Regions from separate parts of the Danio rerio genome. Here region 2 is linked to region 1. Evidence: chromatin contacts called from public Micro-C data. All regions are on one chromosome and are shown on one strand. Each heading gives the region's core, a stretch centred on a gene start, on an enhancer-like site or on the middle of the called end of the contact. The rest is flanking DNA. Distances are from core to core; before and after follow the strand shown. Region 1 has its middle 9.9 kb from the start of exoc3l1. Region 2 overlaps nav2b (neuron navigator 2b).

The links. A called contact is a pair of places that touch in the nucleus more often than the background predicts.
Region 2: a contact with region 1 is called in a Micro-C map of caudal fin, with 6 times the contacts expected there. The contact joins two enhancer-like sites. A contact is called at or near these places in 2 of 18 Hi-C or Micro-C datasets (caudal fin and an unstated tissue) and 1 of 4 datasets of contacts at active chromatin or transcription factors (caudal fin).

The regions. Positions count from the first base shown.
Region 1 is chr25:15,381,739-15,387,993 of GRCz12tu, forward strand. No RefSeq gene overlaps it. Among named protein-coding and RNA genes, the nearest start is that of exoc3l1, 9.9 kb to the left of the region's middle. Within about 2 kb of position 2,318, at least 36 of the 62 cell types and tissues checked have an H3K27ac peak or open chromatin away from gene starts, as enhancers often do. A contact at or near this core is called in caudal fin, where this site is marked.
Region 2 is chr25:15,539,196-15,545,457 of GRCz12tu, forward strand. The region is part of intron 12 of nav2b (neuron navigator 2b); the gene reads right to left. Among named protein-coding and RNA genes, the nearest start is that of nav2b, 69 kb to the right of the region's middle. Within about 2 kb of position 2,081, at least 2 of the 62 cell types and tissues checked have an H3K27ac peak or open chromatin away from gene starts, as enhancers often do. A contact at or near this core is called in caudal fin, where this site is marked.

The sequences.
Region 1 (6,255 bases), core at 1,068-3,567:
TATCCTGCTGGAAGTAGCCATTAAAAGATAGATACACTGTGGTCATAAAGGGATGGACAGGGTCAGCAACAATATTCAGGTTGGCTGTGGTTTTGACACGATGCTCAATTGGTACTAATGGGCCCACTAAAGTGTGCAAAAAAAATATCCCCCACACCCTTACACCACCAGCAGCATAAACCGTTGCTACAAGGCAGGATGGATCCATGCTTTCATGCTTTTCATGTCAAATTCTGACCCTACCATCTGAATTTTGATGAGCCTGTGCGAATTGTAGCCTCTGTTTCCTGTTCTTAGCCCAGTAGATCAATAGTTTCTAAAATACTCAGACCAGCCTGTCTGGCACCAAAAATCATGCCATTCCCCATTCTGATGCTTGATTCGAACTGCAGCAGATTGTCTTGACCATGTCTACATGCCTAAAATGTACTGAGTTGCTGCCATGTGATTGGCTGATTGGAAATTTGCATTAACGAGCAGTTGGACAGGTGTACCTAATAAAGTGGCCGGTGAGTGCATATATTAGTTGTTGGACTACACCAGAGTTAATCAAACCAAACCAGTCTAGTGTGAACACACCCTTAATCTATACAGTAGATTTTGGAGTTTCTGTATTTCAAGTAAAAATTTAAAATAAAAATACGTTGCAAATCAATTTTTGACATTTTCTTTCAAAATGCATTTATTATTTGGTGAAAACACTGGTAGGCAAAGGTCTAAAAAAGAAAGTAAACTTCTGTATATGTATCTGCTTTAAAAAAAATATATATATAATAATTATATATATATATATATATATATATATATATATATATATATATATATATATATATATATATATATATATATATATATATATATATATATACATACTGTACTTCGCAGATCAATTTGGACATTTCCTTTTAACGAGATAATTTAGCAAAAATATATATTTATAACTATACACTCATGGTACAAAACTATCCAACACAATCTCACAGACTCACACCAACTCGTAACATTTTGATTTAGTGACTAATTTGTAAATTTGTTCAATCTGATTCTTACAATTTAGTACAATTTGCTTATCCCGCAATGACAGTTGGGTTTAGGGGTGGGGTTGGATGCCACGCTTCATTTTTAAAATGTCAAATTTACGTTTTCGTAAAAAATTTTTTTATAGAGTTTTCAGTGTTTTGATTCAAAACTTTTATGAAAATTACTGCATATGTCCAATAATAAAAAAATTACAAATTGTAAAAACTTTTAACATTTTGCATTGTTTTGTTGCTTTAGAAACATTTCATAAATAATTTTTAAATAAAAATGCAGTTTAATATTTTTTGCGAAAATAAAGAACAAAATTTGTTTTCATTTATGTTAACAAGGTCATAGGCAGATATTTTTAAAAAATAAGGATTAAGCCAGTAAATCTAGCAAAAATCGTTGTGTTACTTTCGACCCACGCATGTGTTACTTTCATCCATGCTGCTGACCAGGTCAAAAGAAATAATGTGCTATTTAACTATAAATTGAAATTATTTAGAAGTTGTAAAACGTGTTCAAAATACCACCCGAGAGTTTGCAATTACCACAGCAAAGATATATTTCTGTCGAAAACATAATCGTTTAAAAAATATGACAAATGGTACTATTGTCCCCTCTCTCCCCTACTCTTTATAAAAACCAACCTTTGAGAGATTTAAATGACATGATATTGACTTTTGGAAATAAGTAAAAAAAGCTGTAGGCTACATTAACAACCCCAATCTTAAACATAGCTTGTTTTCTAAAATATCGCTTTTTTGTTTCTTAAAACATGTTATTTGTAATTTGCATAGAGAACATGTAATTATTCTTGAATCCAATTCCACTTTAAATTCATTTACTGTTTTAAATATTCCTTAACACTTTATCACGCAATCATAAACTTGTCCGAATCATTCACTTCTGTGGCTGACACCCGAAACTATGTTGGATCTCATGAACAAACTTCTGCTTCTCCACGCAAGACGTTGATTGGCCCGTTTAAAGTTGGGCAACACATCTGACTGCCAACAGCAAGCGTTGCCATATTTTAATGTCATTCAAGGGTGTTAGAATGAGCAGGAGATTAGACGGGGGCCCCTAATTATTTTGGCTTTAGTTCTGGATTAACCCTCTGTTCTGTCGACTTCAATTCACACTCGCCGTTTGATGAAATGTGAACTGACATAAATTCCGCGGCTCACTTTCAATCCGATTATGCAGTTAAATCACCGCAGTTCGAACCCAAGCAAGAGACTCTGGCGGGCCGCTATTCTCCGGGTCCACCGAAGCCCTGACAGCTCCTCCCAGAAACACAGGGACCCACGCTACCTCCTCACAGGACCCACGCTACACTCTTAACCCCGCATGAATAGCGCCTATTCAGCGAGGTAACGCTCAAGCACAACCTAAATATTGTTTTATGAGCTGCAAAAAGGTGACACCTTCAAAATAATGCTCGTTTCGCAAATTCCCATCGTCCCGCGTCTTTCTAAAGGAAGGAACAGCTCCATGTTACAATGACCGGGTTTGTGTTGTTTGGATTAAGAGCAAGAAACCGACTTACCGTTGAAAACGTTTAAATTCATAGCGTTATTCCGGTGCAGTCGAGTTGAAAAGACACGGTGTTTAGCGTCTTTCTCAAGGGAACGGCTTCGTTTTGGCAGCGTGAGGGAGATCATTTGTTTACAAGTGTCCGTGTATGTCCCCGATAGCGCATTCACGCAAATTAATTAACATTTATTTGTGCTAATGACTGTCTGAAATTATAAAAGGTAGAATTGTTTTAAAAAATGGTCCTGTCTACCGAGTTTGAAGTTGACTAATGTTTAGAAAGATGCTTATTATGAGTAAAACCAATTTTATTAGAGCTTAGACGACTTCTGACCTGCTTAACAAAATACTTATTTATTTAGTTTACACATTTTAAACTTTACATTTAAATTTTAATAAACATTTTGCTTAAGTTTACACATTTTAAAGTTTGAATTTAAACTGTATTAAACATTTTAAGATCTTTGAACAAATGTAAACAATCTAAAGCAATGACCATGGAAATTAAAGACTTAAATAATTTAAATATGTTTTCCTAAATATTTTCCTATAAAAATGAAATATACCGCTGTAAAATTGCATTACCAGTTATTTTTTAAAGCAATAATCGTCCTCTTGTATTAATTTAGTGTTCATGAGAAACTTTAGGATGCTTTGTCCGATGTTGTGTTTTGTTTGTCTTCCAGCAGAGGGCAATGTCCGCGCGGATCCTGCAGCGAAACTGTTTGCAATTCATAATTCTCTAAGCCATCTAAGACTATTTAAGTGGGTTTTCCCATGAATGTGCAATGCATTTTCACAGTAATTATGATCACACGGATCTGAATAATAAATGCTTCATTTTCACAGTGCTGATATAGTAGCTCCATGAAGTAAAAAGGATGGCTTTATTTGGACACTCACACAGTAAATGTTTGATTTGGTTAAAATATGAAATCATATAATTAGTATTATAAAATGTTTATATATAAAGTTATAAATCAGTCTAGTAGTAATAGTAATAATAATAATTTTAAAATGACAGTAATAAATAAATTCTATATTATAATTGTATACATGAATTATTTGTTCATGTTTAGTTTTTCCTCAATTTCTGTTTAACGAAGATTTTCAACACATTTCTAAACATAATAATTTTAATAATTCATTTCTAATAACTGATTTATTTTATCTCTGTCATGATGATAGTAAATAATATTTGACTAGATATTTTTCAAAAGACTTCTATAAAGCTTAAAGTGACATTTAAAGGCTTAACTAGGTTAATTAGGTCAACTATAGGCAGGTTAGGGTTTTTCTAGCTAAAAAACAAAAACAAAAAAACAAATAAGACTTTCTCTTGGAGAAAAAATAATATCAGACATACTGTGAATTTTTTCTTGCTCTGTTAAACATCATTTAGGAAATATATATATATAAAAAAAGAAAATTCAAAGGGGGATTAGCAATTCTGACCTTAACTGTATGTTTAATACTTAAATAGTACAAATACAACAAAACATAACACACAAATATACATTTTAATATAATACATATATTATTCATATATACATCATGTTACAAAATATAGTACTTGATATATTTAATATATGATTTTTTTTTATTTATTTAGCATTTTGATAAAATGTTACATTTTATTTAGTTAAAATCTGATATGATGTAATTAGTAATTCATATAAATAAGTAATAAATTAATAATAGTAAAAATAATTCCATGCCCGTTGCCAGGAGTAGTTCTTTTATCTAAAAAATTTGACCTTTTTGCAGTTATTTGCCTCATTTTCTATTTAACTATGAGGTTTAAATAGCATTTTAGTAACAGCACTATTTTTTCTGCATTAGCTTGTCAGGTGTTCATCATAACCACACTTTTTGATGTACTAAAAACATTTCCTAAAGATCTGGAATAATAAAATAAGAAAAAAAAAGTATTTATGCATATTATTTTTAAAATACAAATTTATCACATCATATATCATTAGGGAAAAAAAAACGAATCTGTTAAAGTTTTAAATTAAAAACAGCCTATTAAAGCTAAGTAGCCTATTGTTATCTATTATACTAATAACAAACTAGCCAGCACATTCAACTTTACTCAGACAGAATTTGGCCACTTGAATAATAAAAAATTTAAACGTAATAATAATAATAGCCTCTCTTATAAAAATTACATTAAAATGTAATAGCAACAATAGCCTAATTGGAATGAAAATAAACTTTTATATACTTCAAATTGAGCTGTTGGCGCTTCACACCTTTTATTGATCATTTTTTCCTTTCAAGAATAAGGTCCAAGATTTTGAATAAGAGTAAAATGTTTTTGCTATTTAACAACAATGCAGTAGGTCAGCAGTGAAAGATGACGTCACTTACATCAGATTCTTCTCGGTCTTAAAGAATTCTTCTAAGAGGTTTTTTCACAATTTATGATGGCACAGCAGTTTAATTAGAACAAATAAGCTCATGTACGGGACAAATTTTGGACCTTTGTCAGTGAGGGGTTGGTCTTCCGAACCATCCGAACTGCCCCTGGCTACTGGCCTGAATTTGTAACAAATAACTTGTTGTCCATATTAGCAAACAAACATTTTTAATACTTAAATAGTACAAATACGTTTGCAAATTGCAGCTCTCATGCTGTTTTATTATCTTCCAAATTGGTTCAGATTATTGAAAAATAGTGCATTACTAATATAATAACACATAATGTCTCATTTTTATGGCCAAATAGTTGTAAATACAGTTTTTTAGTAAAGAGTTTCAGAGTTGCCGAATCTTACATAATGTTTCTTTGATTTGTTCTTGTCATATTTAGAGCTTTTGTGCTCTTCAAACAAGTCCAGTGATTAAAAAGACTAAGAAAAGAGAGCTTGGAAATCTCCAAATTGGTATGAAGCTCAGCAACTCAACAAAGCCTCTTTTGCAGATCTCTGTTTGATTTGACACTCTTGTTTGCCATTGCAAAATCATTCTTTTGTCATGTCTGGATAATCTTAATGACTTCTTTTCCAAAAGCGAGAAGGAAATATCAGACGGATACTTTCACAGAGGAGCTGAGAATTTAGATTTATTTGCATCTAGAAGAAGAAAGAAATGTGTGTGTCAATAGAACTGAATTCATATGAAAGGAAAAATAGGGATGTCATGTGTGTGTCTATTTATTAATTTATACAACAGCCTTTTCAGGTTTTTGCATTAAATTGGCTGAAAGCCGTGCAATATTCTACTAGCATCCCACCTCTTCACCTGTGTGTGTCAACATTTATTAAAGACATGTATGAGTATGTATCATATTATCTACAGTGCATCCGTAAGCGCTTCACTTTTCCACATTTTTTTTTATTACAGCCTTATTCCAAAATAGATTAAATTAATTGACTTCCTCATAACTCTACATACAATACCCCATAATCACAATGTTAAAAAAGATTTTTTGAAATTGTTGCAAATTCATTAAAAATGAAAAAGCTGAAAAATCACATGTACACAAGTATTTGCAGCCTTTGCCGTGAAGCTCTAAATTGAGCTCAGGTACATTCTGTTTCCTCTGATTATTCTTGAGATGTTTCAGCAGCTTCATTGAAGTTCACCTGTGGTAAATTTAGCTGATTGGACATGATTTGAAAAGGCATGCACCTGTCTATATAAGGTCCCAGGGTTGACAGTGCATGTCAAAGCACAAACCAAGCATGA
Region 2 (6,262 bases), core at 831-3,330, 160 kb after region 1:
AGTCTTGACAGATATGATGATAAGCAGGCAGTCAGATATTAGGCAAATAAAAGTGCTTTGCCATAGTAAAGCCAAAAACAAAATGATAAGTTTGAATCTGTGTTTTAAAAAACAGTAACACACATAAAAAGTAAAAAAAAAAAAAATAGAACAAAACAACAAAAGGAAAAAACAAAAACAAAACAGCACGATACAAAAACAACAAAATGTAACAAAAAAAAAACAAAAATCATTACAAAAACACAAAAAACAACAAAAACAGCACCACACACAGAGAAAAACAAATCAGGACAAAAACTTCCAAAGTAAAATGCAAAACAAATGCAAAATACAAAACACCTCAGTTTAATTTAAAAACACCCAAATAACTCAAGCAAACAAACAAAACAAAAAAAAAAAAAAAACAACAACAACAACACCACAATTCAATACAAGAATAATAAACTGAAACAAACAAAAAAACAACAACACAATTCAATACAGGAATAATAAAGTGAAACAAACAAAAAACAACAAAAACAAAACACAGAAATACAACTCATAAAACAACAAAATGAAACAAACAAACTAAAAGCAACACAAATAAAACACCACAAAATAAAAACAACAAACAACAGAAAATACACAAAACATAAAAACACAAATAATCATAACTAAGCAAAACAAACAAAAGCCACAAAAACAAAACATAACACAACAAAACAACATAAAGCACTATACAAAACACTATACAAACACATAAAAAATAATACAATACAACAAAAATGAAACTAACAAAAAAGCACACAACATAAAAACAACAAAAAACAGAAAATACACAAAACATAAAAACACAACCAAGCAAAATGAATAACATATACTATAAATAATAATATACAGCAAAAATAAAAAATAATAATAAAAAATGAAAGAAAATACTAAATACTACAAAAAACACAACCCAATATGTAAAACAAACATCAAAACCACAGTAAAAATGACAAGATATAAAAGCACAACTAAACAAAACTAACATACAAAACCAAACAAAATCAAAGCATCTACACATTTCATATTTCAGAATCTTTTAATAAAAAACGAATTGTGTACAAAACAACAACAAAACCAATTCATTACATAAAAACATCTACACTTTAATCAAATTTCAGTGAATTAAAATAAACTTGTTTTGTGCTCCCTATTGTCTACTATCCGACAATGACAGTACTAAACAACCCAGGCTCATTCCGAAAACTTACCCCATGTACATTCCTGAAGAGTGCCAAATACGTCCTAGGAGGTACATTTTTTGCAGTTTTTGTTATTGCTAATCCACCAGAGGCCGCTGTATAGGCTTTTTCAGATCTCAAATCTCTCTCGTGAGTGCAATTAGTGTCTGCTCTTCTGGTAAAAAATCCACCAGAGGCCACTGTCAACTGACTGACCGACAGATCGACTAACCCACCCTCCTCCTTCAATAAACCCAACCAATAGTGTTTTCAAAAGCACCGTTTGACCAGCACCAACCCTCTTCCCTAAACCCAATCAACAATTTTAAAAAGCAATCCAGAAAAAAAGCCCCTTTATTTTTACCAAGTTTTCTGATTTTACTACATTCACACTGTTGTTTATTTATTTATTTTATTTTTTTACCAACTTTCTGGAACTGCTATTCGCCCGACTCGAATGCTGTTGTCGTGGTCAACTCCTCTCTGCATCTCAAATCCACCAACATACATGGCAAGCTACAGCACAAACTGAAAACAGTGGGAAAGCCGTCCATAGTGTGAAAGCAGTCTAAAAAAGAATGGCTTCATACCGCCCCATAGTGTTTGTTTTAAAGACAAAATGCAGCCATATGTACTTCTGGCTAAATAATTCATGATCTCCAGAAATGTATACGGGGCTATGTTTTCAGAATGAGCCTATATTGGTACTAAGACAAGTCTGTAAAAAGGCACTTATCCACATCAAAGCATCCAGTTTTAGAAACAGAATTTGCCCAAACTTTGACTGTGTTTCAAAACCCATCCATATATGGCCTCAGTAATTGGGCTTAAAAGCTCTCCAACTATGATCAAATGTCTGACAAAGATTTTCTTGCGGTGACAGAATCACTCTCCTGGAATTCAGCACAGAGGGAATATGAGAATCCAATAAAAGTTGTCTGTCTCATTCATGTTTGAACAGGACCAGGGAAAAAGATTATCTACATTGCTTTTGTTGTTTAGTCACGTTTCCAAATTTGGATGAAACCTCATATCTCCTCCAAGAGGTCAGAAGGATGCTGATTTTCCACTAAAGTCAGCTTAATTTATGTCTGCGAGGTAATTTTTTTTATCTTTGTGCCCTAAATATTTATATATTGGCCCTCTCTCTCAGGATTCAAGCATAAATATTTCCCATGACCCTTGACTTATGTCTTCTTACCACTGGCTACATGTTGCGTTTTCATGTCCTGCTGACAGACAGTGAAATGAACAGCTGATAACAGACATTTGAACAAAATATTTGCTCAACTGAAAGAGCGGTCATAGCTTCTAAAGTTGAATTGTACAGTAGCTGGTCTCTAATGTATTACTGTGAGACACTGCAGCCAAAAACACTTTTCATGCAGCTGTCAAGTTTAAGATTTTTTTTTTCTTCAGGAAAATATAAAATGGAAAACAATTCTAATGTAAAGAATACATAAAAAATACAAAATATACCTGTCTTGTTAAAATTAATTAAAACAGAACAAAAAGTTCTTTTTTTCTTTTTTTTCAGTCTAACAAAACAAATCAATTAAAACTAAATATGAGACAAAGCAAATAACAAAACAGGAAAACATTTCAACTGAAAAATAATAACAAAAGCAAAAACACGGTACAAACAGAAACAAAAAAATTAATTTTAAAAAGTTTGTGTTTTATAAAAAAAAATTTTACTCTGTTCATTGTGCACAAATTAATAGACAAAAAATAATAGACAATGCTAAGCAAAACACAGCAAAACAATAAAGACACAATCAAACAAACCAGAAGACAAAACTAAAAACAAAACAAGACAAAACAAAACAAAGCAAAAGACGGAATAAAACAAAACTAAACTAAACAAAAAACACATAATAAAAATAAAGTCACAATAAAACAAAACAGAAGACAAAACAAAAATTAAACAAGACACAACAAAACAAAGACAGAATAAAACTAAACTAAACTAAAACACAACAATAAAACTAAAGTCACAATAAAACAAAACAGAAGACAAAACAAAAAAGGAACAATAAAAAACAAAACAAAAGACAAACAAAAAACTAAACTAAACAAGATACAAAACAAAAGACACAATCCAACAAAACAGAAGAAAAAACTAAAAATAAAACAAGACAAATCAAAGCAAAGCAAAAGACAGAATAAAACAAAACTAAACTAAACAAATACACAAAACAAAACAAAGCAGAAGACAAAACTAAAATTAAAACATGACACAACAAAACAAAGGTAAACAAAACTAAACAAAAAACACAACACTAAAACAAGACACAATAAAACAAAACAGAAGACAAAACAAAAAGGCACAATAAAACAAAACAAAATACAAATAACTAAACAAAACAAGAAACAACAAAACAAAAGAAAGAAAAAACTAAACAAAAGACAAAACTAAACTAAACTAAAACATGCAATAAAAAATAAAATGCAATAAAAGACACAAAAAACAAATCTAAAAACTAAACAAAACAAGATACAACAACAGACAGAATTAAACAAAAGACAAAACTAAACTAAAACATGCAATAAAACAAATAAAATGCAATAAAAGACACAATAAAATAAAAGGCACAAAAAAAACTAAACAAAACAAGATACAACAACAGACAGAATAAAACAAAACAAAAGACAAAACTAAACTAAAACATGCAATGAAACAAATAAAATGCAATAAAAAAGACACAAATTAAAAAACAAAATAGTTGACAAAACAAAAATTCTAATTATGACCTGTCCTACAAAATAAGAGCACAGGCTGGTACAACTCAGATGAGGTATATGCACACAGACTTTTAATTTCAGCCAGCCACCCTCAGCACTTCCTGAAACTGACTTTCCATTATAAAATTGCCACGTTTAAGGTCTGATTTCTTTAAAAATACAACATGAATGCTGTAAAAGGAAAATTATGAAAATAGTCACATTAAGCTTTTACCAGTACGTTATCATTAGCTGAAAAACATTAGCTGTGCATATAGACCATTTGGCACACAAGTTTGTGCGGAAAGAGGCTGAAATTACTGACTACTCAATTCAGGAATCAGAAACTTTTTTAAATGATTCCTCAAAAACTCCATTCATACTGCGTTCTGACCTATGAAATAATTCATATGTTTTACATTCACAAAAAGTAACACTGACTACACAGTACATAAGGTTGAAAAAAAAAAGTAAAATAAAATAAATAAATCATTCAAAAGCTGCATACAGAAACAGACAAGCTCAGATTGTAATGATCCAAAACAAGGCCAGGAGTTCATCCACACATACTGTAATTTGCATTTTGCCACAAACCACTGCAGAACACAGTGAACTTTTAGCATGCAAAGCGAAAACTGGCAAAGCTCCTAGCGAACGTCACAATAAAAGAGTGAAGTGAATAAATAAAGCTGGATCTAAGTTACATGATTATATGCTAAAAAACTGTGGCTGGAGCTCAAGAGACAGAGCAGGAATTCAGTGCAGGTCACGTCCAGCCACATGCTAACAGTAAAACCTTTGATAAATAGTGCTAAATGGACATTATAATGTGTAGATTGCAAGTATAGCAATCACCACATTATCAATGTGTGAAAAACAATCATTTGTATTGTGATTAGGTATTCTGAACATAATAAATCAATATTTCTGTCTATTTTTTAACCAAAGTAATTTATTTTTACGTCAGCTGTTTGGAAGGAATACATTTAAACTAAACTATTTAAAGGACTAGATAAAGAGCACCACCAAGAGGCAGATGCAGAGAGGAGAATTATGAACAAGTATACAAACAAACACACATGATTAAAATCAAGCTAAAACATGTTTAAATGTATTTCTTTAATTCAGGCAATCCTATGAAAATACTTAAATCAGGTAATACAAAAAACTTATAAATTGCAGTTAATAATTTCTACAATTACTCAATTTTACCATAATGTTTAATAGAAATACTTAAAAAGAAAATATTAAGAAAGCAAAATGTTGTTTTAATGAAACTACAAACACACAACTGAAAATAGAACAAAAATGAACTGACCAAATAATAAAATAATTGCAACTGAAAACATAAAAAATATCACCTTACCGAAAATACAATGTTAACGTGTTAAAGCACCTGATTGAGTAATAATAATAATAATAATAATAATAAATTAAACAAAAAAGAATAAATAACCAGAAATTGATTTATTATTGTTAATATATACAGTACGTCAAAGTTTTGTATGATTTGGTGTGAGCAGCTGTAAATTTACTGGGAAACTTGAAAATTTGTAACTGATTTATTTATTTATTTTTATTGCTTGTTTGTTTGTCTGCATCCTGAAGTCTGTTCTTCGTATCCTTCGTATACAGGATTGTTTTGTTCTCCAAAATTCATTCAACAGTTGTTGTCAGCAACAGGTCTTGTAGCTCAAACCTGCTCGGTAGCAAACTTATTTCATATAAACAGGATTAGATTGTGTAATTTCAAGCAAAGGTGATACTAAGAGTACCCAACTGCTGATATTTTCTTACAATAGTTATATATATAAAATTCTGACTTTAACTGTATATATAATTGATTAAATTGGGTTAAATAGCAAGATATTTAAAACATTTATTTAATTAAAAATCTTAATAAAAAATAAACTGCTATCTACACTCCAAAAAAAAAAAGTAAAAATAATAAATAAAAATACAAGTAATGTCACTAGGGTGGTCCAACACAAATCGATTAAGTTAACCTAATTGTTTTTACAAATTCAAGTGCATTGAACATAAAACATTTAAGTTGTCCCGAAAAAAAACCCTCAATAATTGTGTGGATTCAGCTCAATTTAAGTAGATAGAATAAGCAGAAAAAAAAATTACTTTTAGAGTGCAAGATATACTTTTAAGATACCAATATGCACAATTTAGATACAAAAGCGCACTTTGAAAAGGTACCGACCCAGCTTTAGTACAATTTCTGGAGGTGTATGGACATGCTAAATTCTTATTATTTTTTAAAGGAATAATAATTTATTGCAGTTATGCACACACTTTGACAGCTAGTGATTTGATGCAGC